Linked DNA regions of Bos taurus: region 2 is linked to region 1. A link is a contact called in public Hi-C data. All regions are on one chromosome and are shown on one strand. Each heading gives the region's core, a stretch centred on a gene start, on an enhancer-like site or on the middle of the called end of the contact. The rest is flanking DNA. Distances are from core to core; before and after follow the strand shown. Region 1 holds the start of TREH (trehalase). Region 2 overlaps UPK2 (uroplakin 2).

Region 1 (4,517 bases), core at 47-2,546:
ATAGAGACAGAAAGTGGAATAGTGGCTTCCAGGGGTGGTGGGGAGAGAGGATTGAGGAGTGACTGCTTAAAGGTTATAAAGTGTGTTTCGGATGATAAAAACAAAAAGGCTTGGAAATAAATAACGGGGATAGTTGCCAGACATCATGAATGTGATGTAAATCCAATTGTGCGCTTAAAAACGGTTGAAATGGCTTGTATTTATGCTGTGTCTATTTAATGACAAGAAAAAACTTTCAAGGAAGTAAAGGGAGCATCTGGAGGCCGGGGTGCCAGGAAGGAGGTGGGTGAGCCCGCAGAGCAGAGGACTCCTGGGGTGGGAAGGATGGGGTGCTGGCAAGGGCAGGCACAGGCCTGGCCACCCCGTCTGGGGGCGAACAGCGAGCAGGCACCACCGCTCTGGGCAGCGAGCCCAAGTCGCAAAGGCAAGGCCATATGAGCACTAAACGCAGGCGGGGCCGGCTGGCAGCACCACCTTCCCACCCCACCTGACCCCCCATCATTTCAGGCCTGAGGCAGGGGTCCTGGGTTGGGCTGCCGCCTCCTCACCCGCCCCTTCCCACCCCTGCCCTGGTGCCTAGGGGGGAGCTTCCTACAGCAAATCAAATCCTGCTGCCTCGGCTCACGGGCTTCTCTGCCAGCTCCCTCACTGGAACCGCTGCCTCCTTGGCTTTGGCAAAGGTCCCCGACAGGCTGGTGCCAACACGTCCCTCTGGCCTTGCCTCGCTTCCCTCCCCTGCACCAACCCCAGGTCTCTCTGGCCAGGCTGAGCTTCTTGCAGCTGCCCTGCCACTGCCAACACTGGAATGGTCTCCAGTCCATTTCCTTGGCAAACTCCTATGTCATCTTCAACACCCGCAGGAAATGTCCCGAGCATGGTAGGTCTTCCTCCTGCCTGTGCTCCCACAGCCTTCCTGGTAGATAATCACAAGGGTCCTGGGCTTTCACACTGTACCTGGGACAGAATCTTGAGCCCTTCTGTTTGAAATGTTAAAGGAAATGGTAACCCCCTGAGGTGGGAACCTCGGGGCCATGAAAGGGACCGGCATCTGGGTCACAGATGTGTGGCCGAATTTTGTCCCATCTCCCCACACTCACCCCGCCTCTGTGGGAAGGGCCTGAGCAGGAGGCCCCAGCTGAGGCTGAGAAACAAAAGGGGAGGAAAAGACAAAGTCAGGGGGCAGGGGCGGCCCCTGTGAACTGAGGGCAGGAGCACAGAGCGGTCTGTGTGGCCCAGCTCATCGTGTGGCCACGCCTCAGACCTGGACTTTGGTTGCCCCGGGTTGGCGGGCGAGGCGAGCAGGCTGCGGCCCGGCTAGCAGGAGGCACCTGACGCTCCTGTTTGGCCATAGCCACAGCGTCATGCAGGGGAGGACCTGGGGGCTGCGTCTGCTGCTCCTGCTGGGGTTGAGGCTGGGGTCCCAGGAGGCCCTGCCCCCACCCTGTGGAAGGTAGGAGCGGAGAAGGCAGTTGGGGTTGCTGCCGGAAGGCCAGGTCTGGAGGGCCGCGAGGAGAGCTCAAGCATCGGGGTCAGCCCTCCAGAGAGGAGGGAAGGGAAGGAGATCAGGTCTCAGGATCTGTGCTGGGCACTGACCCCCAGCGCTAGGAAAAGATGAGGCAGCCTGTGGGCGGCTGGACACAGGCCAGGAGCCTGCCACGCAGGGAGTGCTCCCTCCCTCTGCTCTCCCTTCTAGCTGCTCCTTGAACTGTGCAGGCCTGTTCTCAGGGTTGTTCTGGGAAACTTCCTGCTCAATTTCCCTGCCTTGGATGTGAGAGTGGGAGTAGGGACCTGCAAGGAGCCCCTGGGTTTGACCTCTGACCTCCATGACCAAACCTCTTTCCAAAGCCACAGTTTCCATCTCCAAATAGCAGGGGTGAGCGACCCCATCCTGCTTCTGGGACTCACAGGGCAGCCACTCTCCCTTCATCATGGGTTTATTGAGTTCTTGCTATGCCTCCTGAGTTGCAGCAGTGAACTAGAAAAATGAGGTCCATGAAGGTTATTATTACGGTTATTATTACATAACAAGCAAGAAAAGTAATAATAGAAGTTCGCTGGGGATGGTTGTTGTCTCTAAGTCGTGTCTGACTTTTGCGACCCCATGGACTGTAGCCCACCAGACTCTTCTGTCTATAAGATTTTCCAGGCAAGAATACAGGAGTGGATTTGCCATGACCTTCTCCAGGGGATCTTCCTGACCCAGGGATCGAACCCATGTCTCCTGCATTGGTAGGCAGGTTCTGTACCCCTGGGCCACCGGGGAAGCCCATATCTTCCACTAGTACTCACCAAATGTTTATACTCATGGTTACAGTTTAATACACACCTGAGGCACGGCCAGACAGGAGCCTTGGCACCCGTGAATTTTGACTGGGGATCAGTTACAGGGACGTAGTGTATCCTCACGGTGACCCTAGTTACTCATTCTCCAGGTGTCTAAAGGTCAAAATGATAATGGGTGGCCCTCAGCCCCCACCTTAAATCACATTAATAGGATAAAATATCTGGCATGGTCCAAGGTCCCAGGAAACAAAAATTTATCAGGTAGGGCCCCAGGAGCTTAGAAGGTATCTCTTAGGCACCTATCAGACTGTCTTTGAAATGTACAGGGTATAAACACAATCTGCTATGTCAACTGTTTACTACACAAACAACTTATCGTATAACAAAGAATTTGTCCAGTCTTTGTCCTGAGTTCCTGGAATATAACTTTTAAGAGCTTGGAAATTTCCCAAGTGACAGGAGTGTCTTTGGTATTCAGGTTAAGCTCGAATCGCTTCTGTGACCGAGGTGACTCATAATGAGTCCCTAGATGGGTCATGCTACTAAGATGTCTGAAGTAGGACAGGTCATGTTAGAAGATGAAGTGATTAGAAGGTTGGGGCTTTGAGGTGCCTGATACCAGCCTGACCTCCTGACAGGGCGGAAGATTGGATTTAATCACATAGTTGATGATTTAATCAATCATACCTATGCAGTGGGGCTTCCCAGGTGGCACTAGTGGTAAAAACCCACCTACCTATGCAGGAGACATAAGAAACGCAGGTTTGATCCCTGGGTCAGGAAGATCCCCTGGAGGAGGGCACAGCAATCCACGCCAGTACTCTTGCCTGGAGAATCCCATGGACAGAGGAGCCTGGTGGGCTACGGTCCATAGGGTTGCAAAGAGTCAGACGTGACTGAAGTGACCTAGCACACATGCGGGCATGCACCTATGCAACAAAACCCCAAGAAAAACTCCGGACACCAAAGTTCAGTGCAGCCTCATTTTGGTTGACCTTCAATGCACCAGGAGGTTGGAGTGTCCTGATTCTATGGGGAGAGAACACAGAAGCTCTGTGCTCAGGACTCTCCCAGACCTTGTCCTATATGTGTCTTCGTTTGGCCAGTCCTGACTTGTATCCTTATGAGAACTATAATGCAATCCCAATATAGTGCTTTCCTGAGTTCTGTGAACTGCTCTTATAAATCACTAAAACTTTAATTCTAGCAAATTCTCATGGGAACTCCTGAACTTGTAGCCAGTGGTCAGAAGTGGTGGAAACTTTAGGACCCCTGAACTTACAACTGGTGCTGGAGTGAGGGCAATCTTGTTGGGGACTATAGCTTTGACCTGGGGGTGGCATCCAAGCTAACTCTTGGTGGCAGAATTTTATTGCAATATTGTAATTGTTGTCAGAACATGTGTGATTTGCTAGGATGATCTTGTCTCACTAAAACACATGGTTTGGAAAGTGCAAGATGAAAGGGCAAGGAACGAGCATCTTTTGATTCCTGGATGGCCACAGGGTCACCCATGTGTTCAGAATAGCAGTTTTATTGTGATCAGTTACTGGAGGTAAAAGTTACCAATGGAAGTTAGAGCTGATGGATCCAACTCTTGGGGTATTCGCTGACCAAATGCATAAGAAAGTGCAAAATAAGAAGAAAAAAAAAATAGAATTTCTTGGTATTGTCATCTAGAATAGCAAAAATGAAAGTGAGAGATAAGCCAAACTAAGATTCTAGTCAGTCCTAAATACAGCCTCTGGTCTCAGGGCCTCTGCTAACAGAATGTGCTGGGGAAGGTCCTGCTTCTGGCTGCCCTGATGTGCAGCCAGTAGCCCCAGAGCCATTTCCAAAGGAAAAAATTATTCTGAAACAACAAATAATGAAGAAAATTAGACTGATTCCCAAGAGAATATGATAGACAGAGGACAGAGCCAACGGTCTCGTCCCAGCAGGATAGGCATCTTGAAACAGTTATTTAGAATGGGGTGAGGACTTCCCTGGTGGCCCAGTGGCTAAGAATCCACAATCAATGCAGGGAACACAGGTTTGATCCCTGGTCTGGGAAGATCCCTGTGAGTCTTAGTTACTGAGCCGGAGAACCCTAGAGCCCATGCTCTGAAACGAGCACCAAAGACCCAGCATAGCCAAAAATAAGTAAATAAATAAACATTTTTTTTTAATGGGGTGAATAAGAAATTCCTTGGCAGTACAGTATTTAGGATCTGCACTTTTAGTGTCAAGGGCAC
Region 2 (5,103 bases), core at 2,420-4,919, 210 kb before region 1:
CAGGTGGGTGAGACTGGGGCCAACCGGAGAGAGTGTAGCAATACGAACTCTGTCTACTGAAAGAGTTGCTCTGGGGAAGGGGGACATATTATGGTACCGCCTCCGCGCTTTTTCAGGAGAAGCCATAAATCTGAATTTTTTTGTAAAATGATCGTATTTTCAAATTTTAAACTACGCATATATTAGGAAAATGCATTTTGTGAGCCAAACAATATATACCTCCGAGGCCAGCTTTGCCCTGGGGTCCCCAGGTTGTGTCATCTGGGACACAGGATGTTGGAAAGGTATTTGAGGCTGGGGCAGAAAGGCTGGAGGGTGTGGAAGCAACCCTTCCAGGGGTTGCTTCTAGGGGTTCAGTGCAGCCAGTGGGTGGGATCCTAGGCAGGAGGGTTTGCAGTGGAAGGAGTGGGTGCAGAGGTGAAGGAGCAACTGCCCTGCCACTTCCACAGACAGCAGGAGCCTCCAACAGGGTTTGAGCAGGGAAGTCGCATAATTCATTCTAGTTGTAGAAAAATTACTGAAAGAGTAGGTGGAGGCTTGATTGTGGGGTAATTAAGCTTCTCCTTAGGCTGAAGGAGAGCTAATCCATACAAGAAATAATGATGGCCCGAATTAATTTATTCAATAAATGTTTATTAAATGCCTTTGCATCAGTCACTGTGCTAAGTGCTGGACATTCAGAGGTGAACAAGACATTGTGCTCCCTTAAATTATGGCCCAGTGGGAGATACTGAAGAGGCCACTACTCACTGTATCAGGGTTTTAGTGGAAGATGTAACAATAACAGCTATTATTTATTGAGTACTTAACAACATGCCAGGCACTGTACTAATCCATTATGTTTATTTTCTTGTTTATCCTCATGACAACCTCTATTATTATTGTCCTTATTTTATTTTTTATAATAGTTAAAAAACATTTATATATATGGCTGTGCCTTGTCTTAGTTGCATCATGAGGAATCTTTTATTTGTGGCATGCAAACTCTTAGCTGTGGCATATGAAATCTAGTTCCCCAACCAGGGGTTGAACCGGAGCCCCCTGCACTGGGAGCGGGGAGCCTTAACCACTGGACCACCAGGGAAGGCTCCCTCCTTATTTTATTAATGAGGAATCTAAGGTCAGAGAACTTAAGTGACTTGCCAGAGAGACACTTCACAGAAGGGGCCTGGGCAGTTCCAAAGGGCTTCCCAGAGGAAGTGGTGATTAAGTGAAGACCTGAAGGTTGAGTAGGAATTAGCAGTGTGAAGGCAGTGGGGGAGGAGTGGAGAGGGGAGATTGTTCTAGGCTGTTAGGGACCAAAGTTAGGGAATGGGCCCATCGGTGGGGGGCAAGGTGGGGTTGTGTTAGAGTGGATTTTGAGAGAGTCACTGGAGAAGTAACTGGGATCAGATAAAAAGTTTTGTAAGCCCCATTAAGCAATTTTAGTTTTTTAAAATATGATTTATTTTTGGCTGTGCTGGGTCTTCATTGTTGCACGTGGGCTCTCTAGTTGTGGTGAATGGGGGCTACTCTAGTCGCGGTGCATGGGTTTCTCATTGCGGTGGTTTCTCTTGTGGAACTCTGGCCCTAGGGTGCTTGGGGTTCAGTAGTCATGGTGCATGGGCTTAGTTGCTCCAAAGTATGTGGAATCTTCCTGGACCAGAGATTGAACCCATGTCTCCTGCACTGCAGGTGGACTGTCAACCGCTGGACCACCAGGAAAGTTCTAAGCAATTTTAATTTTTATCCTAAGGCTAAAAGGAAGCCCTTGAAAGGTTTTAACCTGGAGAGCGTCATGATCAGATTTGTATCTTATAAAGATGGCTTTTGCTGCAATGCAGAGATTTTGTTGGCTGAACAGCTGGGAGATATTTTGGACATCTCTGATACGCTGTGGAGATAAGATTCCAGGCAAAAGATGATAGAAGAGGAGATTTGGGGGTGATGGTTGGGCTGGGAAGGCTGTGGAGAGGGGTGAAGAACAGAGTTAATTAATGATGCTTCCCAGGTCCTGGCTGGGGCATCTGGGTGGAGGATGGCAGCGTCACTAGCTGGGCATGCGTCGGGGTGGGAGGGGCAGATTTGTGGAAAGGGGGTGGAGATCACTGAACTTGCTGAGTTGAGGTGCTGGAGGACACCCAGGTGGAGTGTATGGAAGGTGGGCGGGTGCGTTTTCTGGAGCCCCAAGGGTTGTCGGCTTAGGTGTGACAGCTGCAATCTTGGAGAGAAGGATGTGCCAAGTAAGAGGAAAGGTCAAGGAGAGAAACTAGGGAACACCAATACTATGGGCAGAGGAACAGAGGAGCCTGCAAAGGAGATTGAGTGCGTGAGTGCACGCATGCTCCGTACCTTCAAATGTGTCCGACTCTTGGCGACCCTATGGACTGTAGCCCGCCAGGCTCCTCTGTCCATGGGATTGTCCAGGCAAGAATACTGGAGTGGGTTGCCATTTCCTTCTCAGGGGAATCTTCCTGACCCAGGGACTGAACCTGAGTCTCTTTTGTCTCCTGCATTGGCAGGCGGATTCTTTACCTTCAGTGCCAACTGAGGAGACTGAGAAGCTTCCCAAAAGGAAAAGAGAAGAACCAGGAGAGGTATCCCAGGTACAGAAAGGAGAACATTTCTAGGAGGCATGCTCCCCATCTAGTTGGTGCTCAGCAAATAAAGAGCCATGACGTGTGCTCTTTGCATGTGGCAAGTAGGAGTCATGGGGACTGCTTCAGACTAGGGGTACTCCTGAGTGAGGGGGACTGGGCTGGGCATGAGGGTGTTGAAGGCTGGCAGGTCTGGGAGGAGTTGGGTCTGAGGCTCGGCAAAGGGCTAGTTGACCAGACAGTCTGGGGAGGGCAGGTGTGAAGGAGGACACCGAAGAGGCTTTTTCTCAACCCCCACCCTCCTTCAGTCCAAACCCTTTTGGGTCTCAAACCTGTGGGGTCAGGAGGGCCATCCTGGATGTTGGTGGCTTGTGGAAGAGATGGTGTGAAATGAAGCAACAGAAGTGCGTTGATCTAGATCAGCTTTCCCTCAGGCCTCAGGAGGAAGGAGCTTTACCCCCGCCCCCGCCCCCCTCCTCAACCTCCTCTACAGGGGTGGGGGGCAGGGACCTGGGATCTCCAGCTCAGAGACAAGCTGGAGCCATTACAGGCACACACACATGACACACACACACACACACACACACACACACACACACACACACACACACACACACACACTTCCTGGTTAGGGTGTGGCTCAAGCCAGCCCCCAGAGAGAGTTGTTTCAAGGTAGCCAGGTGGGCCAGAGGGCCAGAATCCCCTTGAATCCCAGGGCACCCTCCTGAGGGGGAGGGGTGGTCTTGGCAGAACTGCCCAGGCCACAGCCCCAGACTTGGCCTTCTCCCACCTCCCCAGGCCCTGTTTAATATGCGCATCAGCTACGGTGCCCTTTGCAAAACTGTTATTTGTACAGAAGCCCGAGGGAGGGGGAGGGAAGCCGCGCCCCGCTTCGCCCCCTCCAGGCACTTCACTTGCAGGGACCTGCAGTCAAATACCAGCCCCCGGTCCCTCTGGCTCACTAGCTCAGAGACTTGCAAACCGAGACCGCCGGTTCCCCGGCTCCCCACGTGGCCGCACTGGAGTTCCCCCGCAGCACTGCCGGAAATGGTCTGGCCTCTGCGCTTCCCCCACTCCCACGGTCCTCCCCGCCTCAGCCCGTCCTCCCCACCTCAGCCCTTCCTCCCGACTCCCGCAGCCCGGAGCTCAGAGCACCCCGGCGCCTCCCACTGAGCCCAGAGTCTGGCCGCTGTGGTGTATTTTCCTCCGGTTTCCCCAACTCTATCTCTCAGAACAGGATGAGAGCCCCTAACTCATCTACCCCTCCCCTCCCCACCCCCAACAGCGCCCATCCTGCCCCGTCCAGTCCGAAGTGGGTGCAGGAAAAGCCAGGGACCTCGACACAGGTTCTACAAGGTAGGCAGAGGGCTAGGAAGGGAGGAAATGGCTTTGGAGGAGATGGGCTCCACTGTGCCCCACTCTGGCTGCTGCTTGCCAGCCTGGGGCCTTGTTCGAAGTTTCCTGCCTACCAGTGGAGGCGATCAAATCTACCTCCAAGGGCTGTGCTGCAGACGGAATGTAACAACGCCTGAGGTGCCCAACACAGTGTTTGGCACATAGTAGGTGCTTAAAACAAGTTCCCTACCCTCTCTTCACTGATGAAGAGTTAGAATGACAGAAACTAGGGTCTATGGAGCAAACTCTCCAAGAGCCTAGGAAGCCTGGGGTAGGGGGGTGCCTGGGGCCCTCCTTCACTCCTCGCTCCCCACTGGCCTCCCCACTGGCCACACAAGACCTCTGAGAAAGGCATTCCTATGGATTAAGGAGGTCTGGTGGGGAGGGCCTGAGGTGGGGACACTGCCTCTGGATCTTGAGCAACCCGCCCTCTTCACTCCCCCAACTCATAATCCAATTTATATTCCTACTCCCTCCTCTGGACCCATCACCATGGCAACAGTTTTCTCAGTTGCACTTCATCAGTTTCTCAGCAAATCTTTTTTTCTGCCCCCCTCCTTGAGTCTTGTTTTCTCTTCTATCAGTCTGCCTTTTCCTGTACCCATGGTGCTCACCTTTCCCCACTCCCCCACCTCCCCCACCCCACCCTTCAGCTTTTCTGTTTCTCTCTTGCAGCTCACTTTGTCCCTGCCTACCCCTGTGTCTACACCTTCCCCTTCGTCTTTTCCTTCTCAAGTCCAGGATTATAGCAACAAGCTAGAGTCTATTGGCTGGACAAGAGCTTGAATTCCTTCTGACATCAGGGTAGAAAAGCAGAGGGTTGTGGAGGGACACAGTTTGGGTTTCCGTGGGCTCTGGACAGAGGTCAGTGATGCGAAGGTGGATGGAAGGTCTCCTCTCTATTCAATTCTGACCAGGGGGCAGGAAATGGGAGTGGGGGCACGGGATCAGACAGTTTCTTCAGTCCCAAACAGAATCAGTGTGGCTCTGGGAGGTCCTGCATGGCACAGTCCTTGGTTCACTTCCCAACTCACCCTCAGAGACCTCACGCCATGCCTACAACACCCACTGGCATGGGGTGTGTCCCAAATACATGAATCTGGCTCTGACTTCTCTCCAGGCTTTACTCAAG

What was found. Hi-C and Micro-C count contacts between places; a contact is called where the count stands out from the background.
Region 2: a contact with region 1 is called in a Hi-C map of liver, with 4 times the contacts expected there. The contact joins the enhancer-like site here to the promoter of TREH in region 1. A contact is called at or near these places in 2 of 11 Hi-C or Micro-C datasets (liver and skeletal muscle).

Annotation. Positions count from the first base shown.
Region 1 is chr15:29,319,888-29,324,404 of ARS-UCD2.0, reverse strand. It overlaps TREH (trehalase), which reads left to right and starts at 1,296. Exons shown (of 15, transcript NM_001192570.2): 1 at 1,296-1,450. The coding sequence starts at 1,362.
Region 2 is chr15:29,532,672-29,537,774 of ARS-UCD2.0, reverse strand. All of the region lies in intron 1 of UPK2 (uroplakin 2), which reads right to left. Among named protein-coding and RNA genes, the nearest start is that of UPK2, 5.9 kb to the right of the region's middle. Within about 2 kb of position 3,669, at least 50 of the 102 cell types and tissues checked have an H3K27ac peak or open chromatin away from gene starts, as enhancers often do. A contact at or near this core is called in liver and skeletal muscle, where this site is marked.